Regions from separate parts of the Rattus norvegicus genome. Here region 1 is linked to region 2. Evidence: chromatin contacts called from public Hi-C data. All regions are on one chromosome and are shown on one strand. The core of a region is the stretch at or near the end of the contact, and the rest is flanking DNA. Distances in the headings are between cores, read along the strand shown.

Region 1 (3,603 bases), core at 923-3,422, 83 kb after region 2:
ACCATACCTAACCAGAATAAACCCATTACCAAACAGACTGCCCTTGGGTGTCTCCGGGCTGTGGCAAAAGGCCCTGGGTCTCACCAAGGACACCTTTTGCCCTGGTTCTAGGATATTATGTAGCGTGTTTAGTGCCATGTGCCCATCTGACCATAGTGGTTACTTCTTCAGTTATCTGCAAAACATGTTGAGAGAGAGAGAGAGAGAGAGAGAGAGAGAGAGAGAGAGAGAGAGAGAGAGAGAGATTGTCCTGTGAGAGGTGCCCACCATAGTTTTTGAGACAGTGTCTTACACTGACCTGCTACCATACACACTGGAGAGATCTGCCTGTCTCTTCCTCCCCAGTCCTGGGATTTCAAACACATGCAAGCATGTCTAGGGTCTTAAACCTGGGTTGGGAGTACCGAACCCAGGTCCCTACTCATGCATGGCAAGCACTTTACCAGCTGAGCTATTGGCCCAGTTTCTTCTGTTCCTGACTGGGTGGATTTAGAGTGGGTCTGAATTCTCTACTGTTTTCCCAGTTTGGGAGGGTTTTCTCATTTGCTCTTGTTTTTAAGTCTTGGATGGGGGAGGGGTGCTCTGGCGCCCTAGTGCTATCCCCTCCCCCTCTCTCCACTTTTTAACCCACCCCTTAGCAGGACAGGCTCCGGGTACTTGATGTGGGCACCTCAGCCTTGTCTTGCAGCAGGAGTGCCTCCCAGAGGCCACTCTGGCTTGAATCCAAGCACCCGAGCCCCTCCCAGCTGCCCTAGGGTATGGAGTTCTGGACAGATCTTTTCACTCCCCACCTCCAGTTGCTCCCGTGTCCTAAGTATAGCTAAGGGCCCAGTACAACACGGACAGGGCCGTCCAGATGCCATAGCCTCCAACTTTCATGCTTGGGCCCAGCAGGCACTCCACTGCAGGCAGAGCACCAATCAAGGCTGCAGGTCCTGCTGCCAACCTTAAAAAAAAACAAAACAAAACCACGAAGGTCGGAATTCTAATTTTTTTTCTAATGTCGGTTTAATTTTTTCAACTATTTTTTTGGAGCATGACCAGGATCAAAACAATGCACACTGGGGAAAAGGGACAACATAAAGCTGGTCCTCGGGCCTCTGCACACATTCTGGTTTATCTTTACTGAGGTCTTTGAGTCATTGTCCCAGTGCTGCCAGTGGAATGGTGATATCTACATAAGAGCTGGATCCATGCCCTCAACGTCTCTCTTCCTTCCCCACCCTTATTCGCAGCCCCAAAATGTGGTCCCTACTCCCAGCGCTCTCGAACTTGGAACTTTGGATCCTTCAGTGTGAAGGTCAAAGCCTCCGTATTCCCGTGGAAGAGAGCGCGGGTGACACAAACTACCACGACAGAGAAGGTGAAAAAACTCGGGCTCCCAAATCCAAGACCAATGCCCAAAAGAGTCACCCACTCCTGGGCTCGGGACAACCCAGACGCCACCCGCAGGCCTGCGAGTTGGAACCAATCCCCTTTGCGTAACGATCCGCGTTGACAGTGTGAGAGACACGCGACCCGGCGCTGGACACTGGCCTGTGCCTGGGCCTCCTCCAGCCCCTCCCCTCCCCCAGGGCTCTCCAGAGGCGGAGCGGAGGATCAGAGCGGGCGGCGACAGCAAGAGGCGCCGCGAGGGCGGGCCGGGGGCGGGGCGGGGCGGAGCCGCGACGGACTGCGGAGACGCGGCGGCGCACGGGGCGGTGCAGAGCGTTCTCGGCGCTGAGCTTTGCGGGCGGGTGCGGGCGCGCGCGGCTGCGGGGCGCTGTGGCGGGGGCCGGGCCGTACGCTAGCCGAGCCGGGGATCGGGGCGGGAAGCAGCCACGGCGCCGCCGAGGCCCGGGGCCCGGGACGCTGCGCATAGCCTGGGCGCCGAGTAGCCCGGCCGGGCCGGAGCGCGGGCGGCGGTGGCGGTGGCGGCGGCGGTGGCGGAGCAGCTGCGCCCCCCGCCCTCCCAGGCCCGGCGCCCGGGCTGCTGGCGATGGTGACACATGCGGCGGCGGCGCGCCGGCGGCAGGACCATGGTTGAGCGCGCCAGCAAGTTCGTGCTGGTGGTGGCGGGCTCGGCGTGCTTCATGCTCATCCTCTACCAGTACGCGGGCCCGGGGCTGAGTCTGGGCGCGCCCGGTGGCCGCGCGCCCCCCGACGACCTGGATCTCTTCCCCACGCCGGACCCACATTACGAGAAAAAGTACTACTTCCCGGTGCGCGAGCTGGAGCGCTCGCTGCGCTTCGACATGAAGGGCGACGACGTGATAGTCTTCCTGCATATCCAGAAGACCGGCGGCACCACCTTCGGCCGCCACCTAGTGCAGAACGTGCGCCTCGAGGTGCCCTGCGACTGTCGCCCGGGCCAGAAGAAGTGCACCTGCTATCGGCCCAATCGCCGCGAGACCTGGCTCTTCTCTCGCTTCTCCACCGGCTGGAGCTGCGGGCTGCACGCTGACTGGACCGAACTCACCAACTGTGTTCCCGGTGTGCTAGACCGCCGCGACCCAGCAGGTCTGCGTTCGCCCAGGTGAGTGTCCGCTGCGGGCGAGTGTGATGGGGGGGGTGCCCTAAACCCCGGACCAGATCTGCCCTCTTTGCTCTCTTGGGGCCCCTTCCGATCTGCCGGATCCCAGGATCCCCGTCTCATCTGTCCCTGCAGCTGCCACTCCTGACCTCTGATCTCTCTTTTCACCCTCTGTTCTGTACCTCTCCTCATCACTGGCCTGTCTGCGCAGTGCCCAGACTTCCTCCTGGGTCACTGCCGGCCGCTCTCTGTCCACCCCATCTGCGGTGCACTGCCGGCTAGCCTGAGAGAGAAACCTCGGGGACTAAAGGTCCAGGCTTGGCTCTAGAGGCAGAAAAACAGGTGTGTCTCTGTGCGTCTGTAGCCCGTACCTGTCTAGAACTAAAAGTGGAGCAAGGGAGATGAGGATCCTCTTCCTCTGCACCTGTGGTATCCCCAGGCCCTCCAGTGCTTGCCAGTCTGGGGAGGAGCTGCCAGGAAAGGGGTGGGCTCTGCCTGCCGGTGTGTGCAGGTAGAACAAAGGCCCGTGTGACCCGGGCTGAAGACGGAGAGAAGGCAGCACTACCTGGCCTCCCCAACTACTGAAGTGGAACAAAAGCTTCCAGTTGGGGACTGCCTTCCGCAGAAATCTATCCACCGGTCAGATTAGGGATAGCTGAGACAGTCAAAGCTACTTGTGCAACCAAGAACCTTCCAGCAAGGCCCGTCATGTTCCTTGTCTGGGGCATGTGGGCGAGGGCCAGCCCCTCCGAAAGCACTTTGTAAAGTTGAGATTGTAGCCCTGTTTCTGTTGGTGCCCTCTGGTCCTCCGGGGATTTTCTCCCCCCTACCCCGCCCCGCCCCACCCCACCCTAGGAATTAGGGCTTCTTGTCTGCCTTTGTTTCTCTCCCATGTTTCCTGTAGGACTGAATTTACAGATGAGCTAGGAAGTGGGCGTGGGCAAGTCTTGACTGAAGTCGCTATTTTCTTTGGTACTTTTGGGGCAGGAAGGTGCTGGCTCTTCGGTGGGGTTGGGACCCTTCAGAGTCCAACCAGCCTGGAGCTGCTTGCCCTACAGTCCTGAGGGTTTATTTCACAAACTGTCAGGACA
Region 2 (3,872 bases), core at 611-3,110:
ATAAAAACAATTCTTTTTTTTTTAAATACCACTTGATGATTGCAATGCCGTTCATATTTGGCTTAAGAACATGTTAGACCGCAGGACTCAGGAAAGTAAAAAGGGATCATTGTCGAGATGGCGATGGAGTCAAGGAGCAGGTAAGAGGGAAATGACAAGGTATGAATCTGAAGGGGGAATTGTGGGAAAAACAGGGCCCTCTGAGTAAGGAGGAGAAAAATGTAGAAGTGGAGACATGAGGATAAAATCATAAGATGTCTGGGAAAGCCACAAAGAAGCACACCATTAACTAACTACCTAAAAATTGATATAATACGTGTATAAATATATTCATATAGATCCAGTAAAACTTTTCCACCTAGGCTGACAATGCTGCTTCCAGGAGACAAAGACCAGCTAACAAAAACCTCTCCACCAGGCATGAGAAGTCCTCTTTCAGTCCTGTGCAGCTAAGAGACCTTTGAACCACAACAATGACCAGAGGCACAACAACCCTAAGGGTGAAGTAGTGACGCGTATGTTGGCAGAAACCAACAGCTCTCTAATTGATCTATATAATCTATATGGTCTATATGATCTGATCAACAAGAGGGAAATCATGCCTACTACTGGAAACCTAGCCAACTACCAAGGAGAAGCCATGTATCTTAGAGGAGAGCCTACAACCACCACTTAACTAAACCAGCATAATTCCTAACTGCATGCTAAGTGTGTGTTCTTAGACTCCCAGATAAGTGTAGTCCTCATCCCTTACCAAAACCAAAACAAACCCCTTCTCTTTGTAACAAATGGAGACCATTAAAGAAAGCCACAACCAATCATACATAGAGTTGTGGAGCCCAGTTCCATCAGGTACATCTAGAGTACAACTGCACATAAAGCTCAGGGACTATTGCAGAGGAGGGAAGGGCTGTGAAAGGCAGAGGATCAGGGAGTTCGTTATGAGGTGATGTCTCTCAGGAATGTCAGGAGCTACACTCATACATATCTATCTCACGGCTTTCCTACACAAGATCTAGACATGGATAACACCAATAGACATGCTAACATGGTCGGTGGAAAGCTCACGAGACCTCAACCCTATACAGTGAACTACAGGAAACTAAAGACTACTGAGAGCAGAAGAAATATACTTTCTCAAGGAAGAGCACACCACTTGGCTACCTAACACCAAACAGTCAAATCTGAAACCAAATACATACAAGTAACATACAGACTAAGGAGAATAAATTTAATGTATTTTGGAATGTGTGTGTGAGAGACACACGTGGATGTAACAACAATTAATGAAAAAAAAGAGGGCATGAATTTGAAAGTGAGCAAAGAAGGCATATGGAAACATTTGAAGGGAGGAAAGGGAAGGAGAGAAATGATTTAATTATCTCAAAGAAATTTATGAAGTATTTTTTAAAAGATTTATTTATTTATGTATAAGCACACTGTTGCTGTCTTCAGACACACCAGAAGAGGGCATCAGATCTCATTACAGATGGTTGTGAGCCACCATGTGGCTGCTGGGATTTGAACTCGGGACCTCTGGAAGAGCAGCCAGTGCTCTTAACCACTGAGCCATCTCTCCAGCCCACATGAAGTATTTTTTTAAAGGAATATGTTAGCCAAAGCAACTCCATCTTATAAAACCTCCTCCATTTTGGTTGGATTGTGATAATTCCCATAGCTATAGTAGTTTGGTTTCCAGAAAGAAAGAACTTTGTTTTTCTAGATTGTACCCTTCCCTATGTACTTCAAGTTGTGTCAAGCCAGGAAAAAATGTTTATTAATCAACTGACATTCTTTAGCTGACCAGTCACTGGACAACTGGTAGTCTGGTCAGGGTTCTCTAAAGGAACGGAACTGATAGAATGAAATGTATATGTACGATTAAAGGGGGGTGCGTGTTGAAGTGATTTACAGCCTATGGCTTAGGAATTTCAACAAAGGATGTTTACCAAAAGAAAGGCTAAGAATCCAGTGGGCCCACAAGATGAAATATCTTAGCAGTCCCAATCTGGTGCTGGAGTCCCCAGGGGTCCTAGAGAGCTGCTGGTCTTTGAGATTTGTTGGAATCCTGAAGAAGAAGGTTCTCATTCAGTGAAGGAATGCCTCAGCAATAGATTAGATAAGCTTACCAGCAAGAGTGGGAACAAGCAGGCAAAAGGCCAAAGTTTCCTTCTCCTTTCCTTATGTGGGCTGCCTCCAGAAGGTGTCAGCCAGATTTAGGGTGGGCCTTTCTGCCTCAAATGACCCAATCAAGAAAATCTCTCACAGATGTGCCTAGCTCTTTGGATTTTAGTTGATTCCAGATGTAGTTAAGCTGACAACCAAGATGAGCCGGCGTAGGACCCAGAACAGAAACATTAATGCCATGCTGCTGCCTGTATGTTTATACCCCTTTTAAGAAATCTCTAACCCAGATATCAACCTGCCTCAGTGTCCCCTTGAACTCCCAACCCAAAACTTTTCAGAATAAACTACCACTTATTCCCATTGAGGCGAGAGCTATGTTTTGCACTGATGTACACAAGCTTATACAACAACCTTTCAAGAAGAAAGAGACTTCCCTGTCAGAAGACAGCCTCTGGGAGCCTCCTCTGAGAGGTGGAGGAACATGCACCTTACACAGGGGTCTCCTACTTCCATGTGTCATGCGTGTGGTCCCATTGACGAAGACCCGACCGCCCCCCTTCTTTAACGGCTTGCCCTCAGTACTTAGGCAAATGCTGGCAGGTGTTCCAGATGGGTGGCTATGAGTGATGGAGCTGTGACTACCACTGACAGCGAGTCGCAAAACTCAAAGGAACTTTTCTGCACCTCTGCCTCTTGAGTCCTTCTGCCAAGGGCAAAGAGGAGAGCCATTAGCTTGGTCAAACTTCTCTTCTGACCAGCCTTATCGGTATGCTGATGGTATTCTGCCTTTTCACCTCAGTAGCTCTCTTTGAGTTAGCTGGTTGCTGTGACTCTGAGATGTCCCTCTACCAACAGCGGAATGAACCTGACAGGACCTCTGTACTCAGCAAACCTGAAAACGTCCCCACCTGTACGCTTACCCGCTGTTGACCTCTTTCTCGTTTTCCCTTGGTATAACCGCCCTTGAAACTTAATTCCAAACAGATCTCAGGACACAGGCATGCACACACACACACGCGCGCGCGCGCGCGGGCCCTCGCACTCGGGGGGCACAGATAGAACTGCATGACTGACCCCTGGAAAGGTGCACCATCTAACCGACCTTCATTCATCCTTACTTATTACCCCTGTTGTGGTGCGAGCAAGAATAAAGATTTGGACTTGCAAGTACAAGAACCTGATTTTTGACTCCCAGAGACGCAAAATGGGACAAAATAATGGGGTGTGGTGTTACAGTGTTATAGCCTTGTAATCCCAGTTTGGGATGGGGGATAGTCAGGTGGAACCCCAGTGCTCACCGACAGGCTAGCCTAGTCTGCTTGTCAAGTTCCAGGCCAATGTAAGACAATCTCAAAATAAATAAATAAATAAATAAATAAATAAATAAATAAATAAATCATGCCTGGGTTTGCCTCGTGGCGCTTATACAATTGTGCATCCATATGTATGACCGCGAATACACACCACACAAGAATGAGCTCGGTGTCACTTCAGAGGCTAGTGACAAGGAATTGGTATCTACATTTCTACAGTAGGGGCTCATCTTTGTGTTTGGACCCAGCCAGCGGGGCTATATAGCTCCTGTGGCACGGTAAGTAATTACACACATTTACAACATGGGACTGAGTTACAAAACTAGGAATGGTTATATCACAGGAAAAGCTGACAGGGACCAGCAGGAGGTAAGCATCCAGGTGGGAACAGGTAACCCGCCCTGAGTAGGAGTGGGTATAAATTAGTCCCAG

What was found. Hi-C and Micro-C count contacts between places; a contact is called where the count stands out from the background.
Region 1: a contact with region 2 is called in a Hi-C map of the A7r5 cell line, with 2.1 times the contacts expected there. The contact joins the promoter of Hs6st1 here to the enhancer-like site in region 2. A contact is called at or near these places in 3 of 12 Hi-C or Micro-C datasets (the A7r5 cell line, kidney and liver).

What each region holds. Positions count from the first base shown.
Region 1 is chr9:45,777,230-45,780,832 of GRCr8, forward strand. Hs6st1 (heparan sulfate 6-O-sulfotransferase 1) reads left to right here and starts at 2,173. Exons shown (of 2, transcript NM_001108210.1): 1 at 2,173-2,515. The coding sequence starts at 2,235.
Region 2 is chr9:45,694,686-45,698,557 of GRCr8, forward strand. No RefSeq gene overlaps it. Among named protein-coding and RNA genes, the nearest start is that of Hs6st1, 83 kb to the right of the region's middle. Within about 2 kb of position 1,861, at least 2 of the 93 cell types and tissues checked have an H3K27ac peak or open chromatin away from gene starts, as enhancers often do. A contact at or near this core is called in the A7r5 cell line, where this site is marked.